Regions from separate parts of the Mus musculus genome. Here region 2 is linked to region 1. A link is a contact called in public ChIA-PET data. All regions are on one chromosome and are shown on one strand. The core of a region is the stretch at or near the end of the contact, and the rest is flanking DNA. Distances in the headings are between cores, read along the strand shown.

Evidence for each region. ChIA-PET counts read pairs in DNA pulled down with a chosen protein or histone mark.
Region 2: a contact with region 1 is called in an RNA polymerase II ChIA-PET map of effector CD8 T cells, with 20 read pairs. The contact joins two enhancer-like sites. A contact is called at or near these places in 17 of 484 Hi-C or Micro-C datasets (embryonic stem cells, nephron progenitors and trophoblast stem cells) and 2 of 115 datasets of contacts at active chromatin or transcription factors (effector CD8 T cells and embryonic stem cells).

The regions. Positions count from the first base shown.
Region 1 is chr5:148,766,752-148,773,043 of GRCm38.p6, reverse strand. No RefSeq gene overlaps it. Among named protein-coding and RNA genes, the nearest start is that of 4930505K14Rik, 8.1 kb to the left of the region's middle. Within about 2 kb of position 3,458, at least 63 of the 459 cell types and tissues checked have an H3K27ac peak or open chromatin away from gene starts, as enhancers often do. A contact at or near this core is called in effector CD8 T cells, where this site is marked.
Region 2 is chr5:148,886,700-148,893,018 of GRCm38.p6, reverse strand. Katnal1 (katanin p60 subunit A-like 1) reads left to right here. Exons shown (of 11, transcript NM_153572.2): 7 at 351-509; 8 at 1,264-1,390; 9 at 4,006-4,140. Among named protein-coding and RNA genes, the nearest start is that of Katnal1, 39 kb to the left of the region's middle. Within about 2 kb of position 4,823, at least 22 of the 459 cell types and tissues checked have an H3K27ac peak or open chromatin away from gene starts, as enhancers often do. A contact at or near this core is called in effector CD8 T cells, where this site is marked.

The DNA of each region.
Region 1 (6,292 bases), core at 2,209-4,708:
GAAGAGCCTTGAGTTCCTTGGGGTAAGTTTGATCTTCACCATCAGGATATCTAATTTCTTCTTGTTGTTGTTGTTTCATCTTTGTGCCTGACTACTTAACTAAACCACCGCCAACAGCAACCAACAGTGACCAGCAGCAACCAACAACCCACCAAGACTCTCAAGGCCCTAGCATATATATATATATATATATATATATATATATATATATATATATATATATATATATATATATATATATATATATACCCCCTGAAAAGTCCTCAGAATTCTAAACATCACACAATCGCAGCTGGCAAAACCATGCCTCTGCTAGAGCATGAGGAAAATCATAACCAGCTGCTGTGGACAATCTGAAGCAGCCTCATATCTTACATCTGGAATTAAAACAAAAACATATTCTTATAACATTTCTGTGTTGTTTTGTTTTCTTTTTGTTTTCTTTTTAAAGAAATCAAACCTCCAAAATTGTTACTATAGACTTCATTTCCTCAAATTTCCTCCCAAATATTGTCACCAGCTGGGAACCAAATCTCAATCCATAGCCCTTTGCAAAGTGTGGTGGTTTGGATGACAATGGACCCCATAAACCCCATTTAAATGCTTGGTCCTCCACTGGTGGAACTGTTTGGAAAGAATTAGGATGCGTGGCCTCATTGGAGGAGATGTGTCATAGGGGAACAGGCTTTGTGTTTCCCAGTTAGCTCTCCCTCTTCCTCCAACTTTAGTGTCAGATGTAAACTCTCAGTTACTGCTTCAGCACCATGCCTGCCTGTCTATTGCCATGTTTTCCCCCCATGATGGACACCCTCTGAAACTGTAAACAAGCCCCAAATTAAATGCTTTTATTCATTGCTTTGGCCATTGTGTTTCTCTACAGCAACAGAAAAGTAACTACTATAAAACCTGATGTTATCATGAGTTGAATCTGCCTTCTCCAAACATGCTGACATCCTAACCAGCAAAAGCCAGAGGCAGGGACCTATCTGCTGATGGATGGGGCTGATGACCAAGACAAAGTCACTAGGGTAGGCTCTAGTTAAGTATGATGAAGGATGAAACATTTGTAAAGACTACCAGCAATCCCTCAGAGTCTGAGAGACGGTTTTGATTTTTTTTTTTACAGACCTCAGAAAAAACCAGCCCTGCCTGTAGCTTGGTCTTGGACTTCTGGCTTCCAAAACGGTAAAATAAAATTTCCTCATTCCGGGACTTGGAATGCAGCTCAATACTAATAGCCCTTGCTTACCAGGTGCAAGGCTCTGGATTCCTTGCTCAGCACCATGACGCTAACAAGCCATTCAGTTTCTGGTACTTTGCTCTGGCTGTTCCAACAACCAACAGGGATGTTTTATAGAAAAAAAATAGCCTCACAGGTATAAATGACCTCTCTAGCTTGAATGCACACATACATGCAAATATATATATATAAGCTTTAGAGAATTCATGCTTGCCTAGTTTCGTTTGCAAGTTTTTGTGATTCCCTGAGGTGGGTAGGATGTGCCGGGGGCAGCCTGTGCTCATTAGACAAAGTGAAAGCTTCAACTAACAGCCTAATCGAATTTGATTTAGTAAAACATCTGTCCAATTAAGTCTGACTGAGAAAAATAGAATCTGTAATATATGTATTTCGAGTCAGCACCTAGGACTCTGCTGAATTTGCTGAAACAAGAGCTTCCAGACAATTCCTCAGAGATAATTATTGTGCTCATGTCCTCCAGACCGATCTGCCATGTGTCCAGGTTGATTACCTGCCCTGTCTGTCTTGTCCTAACAGATTGTCAGGAAAGGTGGAGGCGACGTTTTACTCGCCCTTTTACTTCCTGCTCCTCCTCCGACTCCCACAGTAGGGCTCCATACAAGCTGGAGACTCAAGTATGGGATGATAGACTGCACCCACAACCCGACACCAGGAGTAGGAATGGCACAGTCAGAAAATGGGTCCCATAGAAGCTCAGAGACTAACCCGGGATAGAGAGCAACAGTTTGCTACAGAAATACTAGAGATGTTAGAGGCTGGATCCAGAGCAGGGAAGGGTGGGGGGCGGGGGAGGGAGCTGGGGCGGGGCAGGGGCGGGGCTGGGACAGAGGCAGGGTAGAAGAGCAGGGAAGTATAGAACCTGAGGGTTTTCAGTGAGGAGTCCTTGGAGGGTGGTAACGTTTTGCTGAGGTAACCCTTCCTTGGTGGGGACGGAGTTCTTCGGTTCCGTCCAATGATCTATCTGGTAGCCCAGCACTCAGGTAAGAACCTTGGAGGCTGCCAGTTCTAGTGCCTTCCAAATCTGCCTTTTCTCTCTTGGGAGTAAAGAGCAAGCATTGATCAACAAAGCCTGGCGTTTTCATTTACAATGAAGGAAGTTCTAATTCCAGCTCCGTCCTGGCTGTCTTTTTTTGTCATTCATTCCATGGGAAAGTTACTCTGGGCTGGCTGCACTGGGCTCTGAGCCAAGTTCGCCCCTGGTTTGCCTTACCAGCCCCCTCAGATCAGTTTGAAAGGTAGTGGAATTGCTTGTCCACGACTTTATGCCCAAACTAGAAGTGGTAAGAATTTCACTCTTTGAGCACTGACTGTAGCTAGTGCTAAAGTAAGTGTTTCATATGTGTTATTGTCTAAGTCATAAGATGTCAGCATCATCATCAAAGGGCAAGAAACATAAGAAATGGCTATACTCAGGAGGGGTGTGACCTGAGTAGTTGTCCTGTCCCAGCCCCCATATTGAAATTCTTTTTTTTTAAAGATTATTTATTTTATGTATATGAGTGCACTGTCGCTGTCCATATTTATTTATTTATTTATCATTTTATATATGTGAGTACACCATTGCTTTCTTCAGACACACCAGAAGAGGGCATCAGATCCCATTACAGATGGTTGTGAGCCACCATGTGGTTGCTGGGAATTGAACTCAGGACCTCTAGAAGAGCAGTCAGTGCTCTGAACCGCTGAGCCATCTCTCCAGCCCCCATGTTGAAATTCTAACATCCAGGGCTATGATCCGGAGACCAGGTCTGAGAAATGACTGTGTAATAATGGTGCAGCTGTCATGGGTGGGAACACTCCACTTATGAGCCAGTCTCCAGAGAGCTCTCTCTCTCCTTTTCTTAAGTGTAAGAACTCATTAAGTCCACAGTGTACAACTGGGAATATTTCCTTCTTTAGAAGCCAACCATGCTGGTAGCCTGGTCTCAGACTTCTGGCAGCTGGGATGGTGAGCAATGTATTTCTGTGGTTTATAAATTCACCTCGTCTGTGAGAGTTTGTTACAGTAGTCTGAGCTGAACTAGGACTCCTCTCATCAGGCTAAGCAGCACAACCCTGGCACAGATCTTCACAGGGTCATCACTATGAACAGACATTAAATCATGCTGTCATCGATGGGTACGCTAAAGCCACATGGAGAGTCAGACAGCAGAGCCTTGCTGCTTCTCAGCAACCAGGGCCTCCACTTCCTCACACAGGATGTGACTGCTTTGTGGTCGGCATGAATAAGTTCATCCAGTCTTCATTACAATCCTGCAATTGTATATCCTGCAACACAGTTCCCAATGTACACCCAAGAGATGACCCCTGGGCATCACTGGGGGGGGGGGTATCTTGATTACATTGACTTATATGGGAAGTCTCTCTCTCTCTCTCTCTCTCTCTCTCTCTCTCTCTCTGAGGCAGGGTTTCTCTGTGTATTCTTGGCTGTCCTGGAACTCCCTCTGTAGACCAGACTGGCTTCAAACTCACAGAGATCCACCTGCTCCTGCCTCCCCAGTGCTGGGATTAGAAACAAACACCACCAGGCCTGGTGGGGAAGATTCATCCTAACTGTGGCTGGGGCCAGTGCCTGGGCAGGGGTTCCTGGACAGTACAAAAATAAGACATTGAGCCCTTGCTCACATTTGTCTCTCTCTGCTCCGTGACTGCAGATGAAGGTGGCCATCTCCTGTCACTGTGGGACTGTGACTCCGGTCTGGAACGGTAATCCAGAATGAAACCCTTCTTCGTTAAGTCACTTTAGTGAAAGTGTCTTCTTATCACAGCGACAGAAGGAAAATTACCAAGGACATGGGCGTCCCTAAGATCCTTCAGGTCCTTCTCTGTGGCAGTGGCAAACATCTCATCCTCACAGACTGGATCTGTCTCTCTTCTCTGGTAGGGACATTTCTCCTTCTACGTCGCTGACCAGATCAGATCACATGAAACCCTGGGCTATGACCCAAGCAGACACACAGGAGCCATTCAGGTGCTGGCTTTCTGAGCAGGAGAAGGCATGTCCTCCCCAGGAGCTGCCACATGTCCTTGTGTTGAAATGCACAGTGACCAGAGGGGACCCAGACTACTACAGTGTGCGTGGCCTCTGGCTCTCTCTGAGCTGCTGCCTAAAGGGCACACTGGCTTTCAAGACTGAAAAATGAACCACGTTCTCTCTGACCTTATGGACAGGGTTGTGGGAGGGCTGTGGAGGAGGGAAGCTCTTGAGCGAGGGAGTTGCTTTAGAATAGGGCTGCCTTGGTCCACACTGTTTTAAAGGTCCACACGTGCTCTCCTCCAGGCATCCGGCTCTAATGAGCTACGCAGTGCCTGGCCAGGCCCAAGATACATTCCGGAGGCAAGAGAAAGACTGGAGATTTAATCAAGAGACATGTGATGTTCAATTGAGCCCCAAATTGCTTTTTTGAACATAACATCAAATAAAATGAGAGAGGGGAGGGCTGGACTTTTCTGCAAGCAGGTGAGTCACCCGGAGTGAGCAGGGGAGGGTCTGGAAACCTCTGGAATGAAGTCGAAACAGCAAGTCCCAGGAAGTCGGCAGCCAGGGATGGGCAGGATGAGAGACAGCCATGCAGTTTCCTGCCGTCCCTCGCCTGCCTCCTCAGCCTTCCGCCATCTCCTTGGGTCTCACAGCTTGGTGTGGCTGGAGAATTTTTGCTCTTTTCTCTAAGGGGTTACAGGTGTGTTGAGTCCTTTGGGTGTCTGGCAGAATCAGGCTAAAGGGGAGCTAGGGAAGGGAGGTACCTTACCTGTGGCCTGAGGAACTTGTCGTTTATAATAACTAATAATTCTCAGATGACAGTAACCGCTTGTTGAAATATAATTTATATAGTCAGTTTATAATATATGTATATATATATGTATATATATATATATATATATACACACACACACACACATATATATATATATATATATATATATATATATATCTCCACACATATATACACACACACCCACACATACACATACATATGGTTCTTTGTTTTAAGATAGAGACTTACTATGTTGCCTAAGTCTCAGGCTCCTGGCCTCAATAGATTCTCCTGCCTCAGCCTCCTCATTGCTCGGACTTTAGGTACATTTATTTCCAGCCCTGAGGAATTTTGATCAATGGAAACAGCTTCTTGATCAGCACCATTACAAGAGGAAAACTTGTACCTCATTAAAATGCGTCTCAGCACCTCCATCGTGAACAGTGTGCCCCAAACCCTCATCTCAGGCAAGCCCAGCTTCACTTTTTCTATATTTTGACATTGATACTCAACAGCCGTTCCTTTGCTGCTGTTTTAATTTGTTATGTGAATGGGTATTTGGCCTGAGCGAATGTCGTATGGGCCGCATCTGGTGCCCGTGGAGACAGGAAGAGGGTGCCTGATCTCCTAGAACTGGAGTTACAGATGGTCGAGAACCACCGTGTGGGTGCTGGGAATCGAACCCAGGTTCTCCGGATGAGCATCCTGTGCTCTAACCACTGAGCCATCTCTCTCATCCCTTCCAGCAGGTCTCATAAATGGTGCCATGTAGCAAGAGTATGGCCTTTCCTGTCCAGCATCTTCCCCCTCAAAGAATGCTCTTGAGGTTCATACTATTTTTTTAAATAATTTATTTATTTTATTTTATGTGCATTGGTGTTTCTCCTGTGTGTGTCAGTTGTGAGCTGTCCTGGGACTACTGGGGATTGAACCTGAGTCCTCTGGGGGAGCAGACAGTGCTCTAACCACTGAGCCAACTCTCACGCCCCTCATAATTTTTTTTTTTTAGCTACTTGTTTCTTTTGGCCACTAAACCGGAGCAAAACACTCAAATTTATCATTGTCACCATTATTAAAAATACACAATTCAGTGGCACCAATAATTTTCTCATCACTGTGGAAAATGGCACGGCCATCCCACCCCGGAGGTCTAACTATCCAAACCCAAACTCTACTCCCATTAACTTCTGCCGCCCCCATCACCCTGGGCCTTGACCCCTCCTCGGTAAGCCCTACTTAGTAGGTGGACATGCTGCTGATGCCCATAAGATCCTTG
Region 2 (6,319 bases), core at 3,574-6,073, 120 kb before region 1:
GAGAGACAAGGGCTGGCTTGTTTCCTTATTTGTTTGTTGTTTGTTTTTTGAGGCAGGGTTTCTCTCTGTAGACCTGGCTGTCCTGGAACTCACTCTGTAGACCAATCAGGCCCTGAACTCAGAAATCCGCCTGCCTCTGCCTCCAGAGTGCTGGGATTAAAGGTGTGTGCCACCACACCTGGCATTCATCATTTTCTTGATACACTTGCTAAATGCACTGATCCCACCATGACAACAGGAGAGTAAATGGTTTAGTGGGCATCCTCACGTACACTGGTATTATCAGATGATGGTAGTTTTTGGAAAGCATTTAAATATAGTGTGTTGTTTAACTCATCTTGAAATTTCAGGGTGTGCTGATGGTTGGCCCCCCAGGCACTGGTAAGACTATGCTGGCTAAAGCGGTTGCCACTGAATGTGGGACAACCTTTTTCAACGTGTCCTCTTCTACCCTGACATCTAAGTACAGAGGCGAATCTGAGAAGTTGGTCCGACTGTTGTTTGAAATGGTAAGTGATTGATGCTGTATGCAGATTTCTAAACACTGTCTGAGCATGCGGTTCCTCAGAATCCAGGTCTGTCCCTTGTGATCTTCTGAGAGCAGGTTGGGCGGGAGGTGGGGGTGTTGTACCAGTTATTGACACATCATTCACAGTGGACTTTATGGGATTCTTGGTGTGTCTTCAGTGGATCTTTCTCTATGAGATGGAAAGGGGCCCTCTGGCCAGTGAGGGTGATTGGCAGTTTGGTCATTTAGCACAAGGATAAGACAGAAGACTTTAAAAGTCAGCTGGAGGCAGATCTGTCATTAGTTATTGATTTATTTAAAATTGTTGCCAGGAGTATTTTTTTTTTCATGATGGAAGTTTCTCACCATAAAACAAGGAAGAATTGGCAGGCATGGCGGTGTCTGCCTTGGGCAGCAGACAGGTGGATCTCTGAGTTTGAGTTTGAGGCTAGGCTAGTCTACATAGCCACTTCCAGACCAGTCAGAGCTACACAGTGAGACCTGCCTCAAAATAATGACAAATAAACAGTAGAAACATATGAATCTCTGTGTACCTTTCACTCAGCATCACCAACTATGTAAGTTTTATTTTTGAATTGGCTGTTCCTAAAATAATTGTTAGTGGTGGCACTTTTAATAGACAAAGATTGCCACCTTCTTTCACCACTATTTTAGAAGGAAAACCAAAAGCTACTTAAACATACAGAGCACTTTACGAGATCACTGAATAGTGGCTTTAACATATTCTCCCCAAGGCTAGGTTCTATGCCCCTACCACGATCTTCATCGACGAAATTGATTCTATCTGCAGTCGAAGAGGGACGTCTGATGAGCACGAGGCAAGCCGCAGAGTCAAGTCGGAGCTCCTCATCCAGATGGATGGTAACTGTCACATGATGAGTGTCTCAAACTATCCATCCTTCTCAACTTTGGGTTCATGCTCTGAAAGTTCTCAGTGAACGGGTCCGAAGGCAGCTGTGACTCACTTTTAGTCACTCGCTCAACCACCCACTTGTTCCTGCATCCTAAGTATCCCTGGATCCTTACAGTGAACCACGTACAGGCCGGGTTCTAGGTTATGGAGCCAAGGCCTACCGTGCCCACCAAGGCTCTAAAGGTGTGCCTGGGCCTTCAGACCACCGGAGGGCTCTGCAGGGGCTACACAATTTCAACAATAACACCAAGGCACATTTTCTGGTTTTGCTTTAATCCTCTCACAAGTAAGTAGTAGAGTATTCCAGGGTTAACGAAACCTGGGAGTGTCCCAAAGCATGGAGACAGAAGCAGAGGGAGAGGGCAGCTAGTCTCTTATTTACTCAAACACTGAGCCCTCTGAAAAGTCTTCCAGCCAAGACTTGGGAAGTTTTGAAAATTATGCTTTTCTTTCAAAAGATATGCTGTTTATCTTAATTAATGAGTCATGGAGCCTTATTTTTTACAATGAGTTAATACTTTGAACAGTCTGTCCGTTTGTCTGTCTATGTATGTATGTATGTATGTATGTATGTATGTATGTATGTATGTATCTATCTATCTATCTATCTATCTATCTATCTATCTATCTATCTATCTACTTCCCTATCTGCTTACTTATGGTGCTGGGGCTAGAAGCCTTGTGTCTGATAGGCAAGCACCACTGAGCCAATACCTAGCCTTCTTATATTTTGGTTTCTAATGGCAAATATTAATAGATACAGTCTACACAATGATAGCCCTTTGGAGTTCCAGAGATTTTTAAGAACATCAAAAGTTCTGAGACAAAACCTTTGAGACTAACCAGTTGCTACATCAGAGGCAAACAGCTGCCTAGAAAGTCACACAGTGGTCCCCTCTCTGGCAGAAGGGAACTCTGGGTATAGGAGTCACAGTGGTCAGGGCTGCAGCTTGAGAGGCCCAGGGGCTTTGATGCACTGGCTAGAATTGTCCAGAGAACAAGGAAAAGCATTTGGGGAGTCATGAAAGAGAGTTTGGGGTGCAGTACTTCCAGGAGTCAGCTCACTCTGGTAGTTGTGTGAGAGACAACAGGCTGTTTAAACAGTCCGAAAGAAAAGATAAAAATGTGTCTAACATATCCAGCAAGTGTTGTTTCTGATAATCCACCATCTGTGGACACCCAGTGTCTTGGTTACTGTTCTGTTGCTGTGAAGAGACACCGTGACCAAGGCGACTTACAAAAGAAAGCGTTTAAGTGGGGTCTTGCTTACAGTTTCAGAGGGAAGTCATTCCTATCATGGTGGGGGTGCCTGGCAGGCATGGTGCTGGAGAAATGGCTTAAGAGCTCACAGCTGATTTGCAACTTGGGCTGGGCTTTTGAAACCTCAAAGCCCACCCCCAATGATGCACTTCCTCCAAGAAGACCACACCTCCTAATCCTTTCCAAACAGTTCCACAAACTTCGGATCTTGCAGTCAAACATCTGAACAAATGGGGACCATTTTCATTCAAACCGCTACACTTAGGATAGGTACTTAACATCACATGGTACACAATGCCAGGCTCTTAGAGACCAGCAATGACATTGTATGCCAGGACACCTGGCCCTCACTCAGTCCATTTCAGTGTCTGCTTATATATGAAAGGAAGGAATATGTTTTATTTGGGAGGAAAGCATAACAGGAAACAATATATATTTAAAATTGGGGCCAGGGCATAATTGAATACTCATTTAGCTAGCAGGATTTCATTCAACATTACTTATGGCTGTTTGTTAGTTGGAGAAATTTATTCCTCATAAGAATGATTTAAGAAGACATTTAGTAGTGACTTATTTATTATACATGTTGAACTGGGTTGCTTGAAATCTACTACTTTGATAATCATGTTTGTGAACTTATGTATGAAATGATATTTCACAGTGCATTGCCATGATCCAATTGTGTACTCTCAAAAGTTTTTTTTTTGTTATTGTTTTGTTGTTGTTTTTGAGATAGAGTCTCTCTGTTTTGTAGATCTTGCTGACTTTGAACTTTCTACATAGACCAGGCTGGCCTTGAACTCACATAGATTCACCTGCCTCTGCCTCCCAGTCGCTGGGATTAAAAATGTGCACTACTACGCCCTGATAAAAGTTTTAATCCTAAAACTATAATTATGAAGAAGCAGACAATATTTTCTCTGATCATAAAGCACTATGCAGTGTTTCAGCAGTTCTTATTGAGAAAGCCAACTAAATTACCAACCCTCCCCCCAAATAAATCAGGAAAGAGGCAGTTTATAGGGAAAACATGAAAGGATGAGTGGACCCCAGACTCCGAGTCTTCGGAAGCAATATGCATGGCTTTCTTACAGAAAGACTGGAAAGAGTCCTGCCCTAGGCTGTTGGATTCTTCGGCTCCTTAGTTTTGTTCTGTGCTGATGCATGGTTTTGCCATGCCGCTATTGAAGTCACAGAGGCCCCACCAAGAGCTGTGGCTAACACTTAGAGATGCCCGCTGAGGGAAAGGATTTCAGTGGCCATCGGCGTGACACTGACACCCCTCCCTGCTCTCTGTGCCCAGGAGTTGGAGGAGCCTTAGAAAATGATGACCCATCCAAAATGGTGATGGTCCTGGCTGCTACGAACTTTCCGTGGGACATTGATGAGGCTCTGCGCAGGAGACTAGAGAAAAGGATTTACATTCCTCTCCCGACAGGTATGATGCCTGCCTGCTGTCATTTCCTGTTAACCCTTTTCTTTCTTTCTTTTTTTTTTTTTTTGTTTTGTTTTGTTTTGTTTTGTTTTTCGAGACAGGGTTTCTCTGTGTAGCCCTGGCTGTCCTGGAGCTCACTCTGTAGACCAGGCTAGCCTTGAACTCAGAAATCCACCTGCCTCTGCCTCCCGAGTGCTGGGATTAAAGGCGAGTGCAACCATGCCCAGCGTCTGTTAACCCTTTTCTATTTATTTAAGTCTGCATCACTAGCACTTTGTTTGAAGACCTCTGTGGTCCGAGTGATGGAAATAGAGACCATGTGACGTCCTCTGCATCTCAGGAAACCCAGCTTCAGAGCAGTGTCTGTGCTGATAAGTTTGGTACCACTTGAGTTCTTACTTTAAAATTGGGTTTCACTAACTCTTATTTAAATCTTTTTAAAAAGTTGTCTTAGGTACTTTGAAAAGTGCTTTCCTCTTGAACGTTGAAGTTTTCTTAAGCTGTTTTTATCTTTTTCCTTTGAGATGAATGTATATGTAATGAAAGGTGTGTATCCTAAGTGTATGATTGGATGAGTTCTTTGAACTGTGTCGTCAAGTCGAATTGGCATCCTAGACAGGATGTGGGGACTTTCTGTTACCCCAGAACGCCTGTGTGCCTCAGCCCTTCACCCAACTCTCCATTTCTGGTCCCCCACAGGCCAGCTTCTCTTTGCTAGCCTTGTATACACAGGATCAGGACAGTGCACAGTCACTGGGGATGCTCTTCCTGCATCAGTTTCCTGTGTGATGTTGCCGCCGCCATGTGTTGATGGGCACAGGAGTTGCTTTACTTTCTGGCTATTTTTATTATTTTTATGGATGACTGTTTTCAGGTCTTTGGGATTATATGACTAGGATAGATGAGTCAGTCAGAGGGAAGGTCTATGCTCAACTTTATAAGACTGATGCTATGCCCACTTCTAACAAGGCACCCGTACTGAACTTTATAAGAAATACCCACACCTGAATGGTCGTCCTGTGTTATATTGTCACCGTCATTATCACCATCAATAAATGGACGTCCAGCTTCACTGCAGCCTGGCCTATAGCAGCTGTCGCCCATGTTTCTGTTATTTGCTCTGGTCCTCGTGAAATGGAGTCTCACTGTGTCAGTCTGTGTTCTCTGAGGACTTAAGATATTGAGCTTATGTAGTATTTCCTCCCATTTTATAATCTTAGTATTTTATTCATACTTTATATAAATTCTCTTTACATTAGTTTTTTTAATATAATTTTTCTTCCAGTAGTTTGATTTTCAATCTTCCTAAAGTTATTTCTTGATAGCCAGAGTATTTTAATTTGGTAAAGACCTTTTGTCAGGTTTTTTGTATTGTTTTGTTTTTTATTAACAGGGCTTCCTGTATCTTAGGAAATTTTGCTTGCCCCTAGGCTGTAAGGTTTTCTTCTTCTGTTGACTTTTAGAAACTATATTTAGCTCTGTGACTTTCCTTGAATTAATTGTATGCGTAGGTTGGCTTTTATTTCTTCCATGTGTGTATTCCATTTTAGAACCATTGAAAGGAATTTTCTCAATTTAATAAAAATCTTAAAAACTGACATCTTGGAGAGAGTATTCTTGACAGTAATGGAATTGAATTAGGAATCAGTAAGATATTTAGATTACCCCAATATCTTACTACTAAACAAGTTAACTCTGAATAACAAAAGGGCCTAAGAAAATTGGAAAAATAGAAAATATTTTTTCTTGGTAGAAAAATATGTCACACTAAATATTGTGATATGAAGGTGACATCGTTTTTTAAGGTCTGTAAACATGTATATTAAAAAGGAAGTCTTGAAGCCTAGACAGATGGCTCAGCAGTTAAGAGTACTGACTGTTCTTCTAGAGGTTCTGAGTTCAATTCCTAGCAAGCACATGGTGCCTCACAACCATCTGTAATGGGATCTGATGCCCTCTTCTGGTGTGGCAGAGGACAGCTGCAGTGTAGTCATATACATAAAACATTTTAAAAATCTTTAAAAAGAAAGTGAGAAGGCTTGAGTTGATACTATTTTAGCCTGTGAAACCGAACTTAGCCTACGTATGTTGGGAAAATAAATTATAAAAATGTTATGTGAAATAGGAAATAGACTATTAACAAGGCAAATATTTGGATTTTTTTTTAAATCTCTAGAGGAGT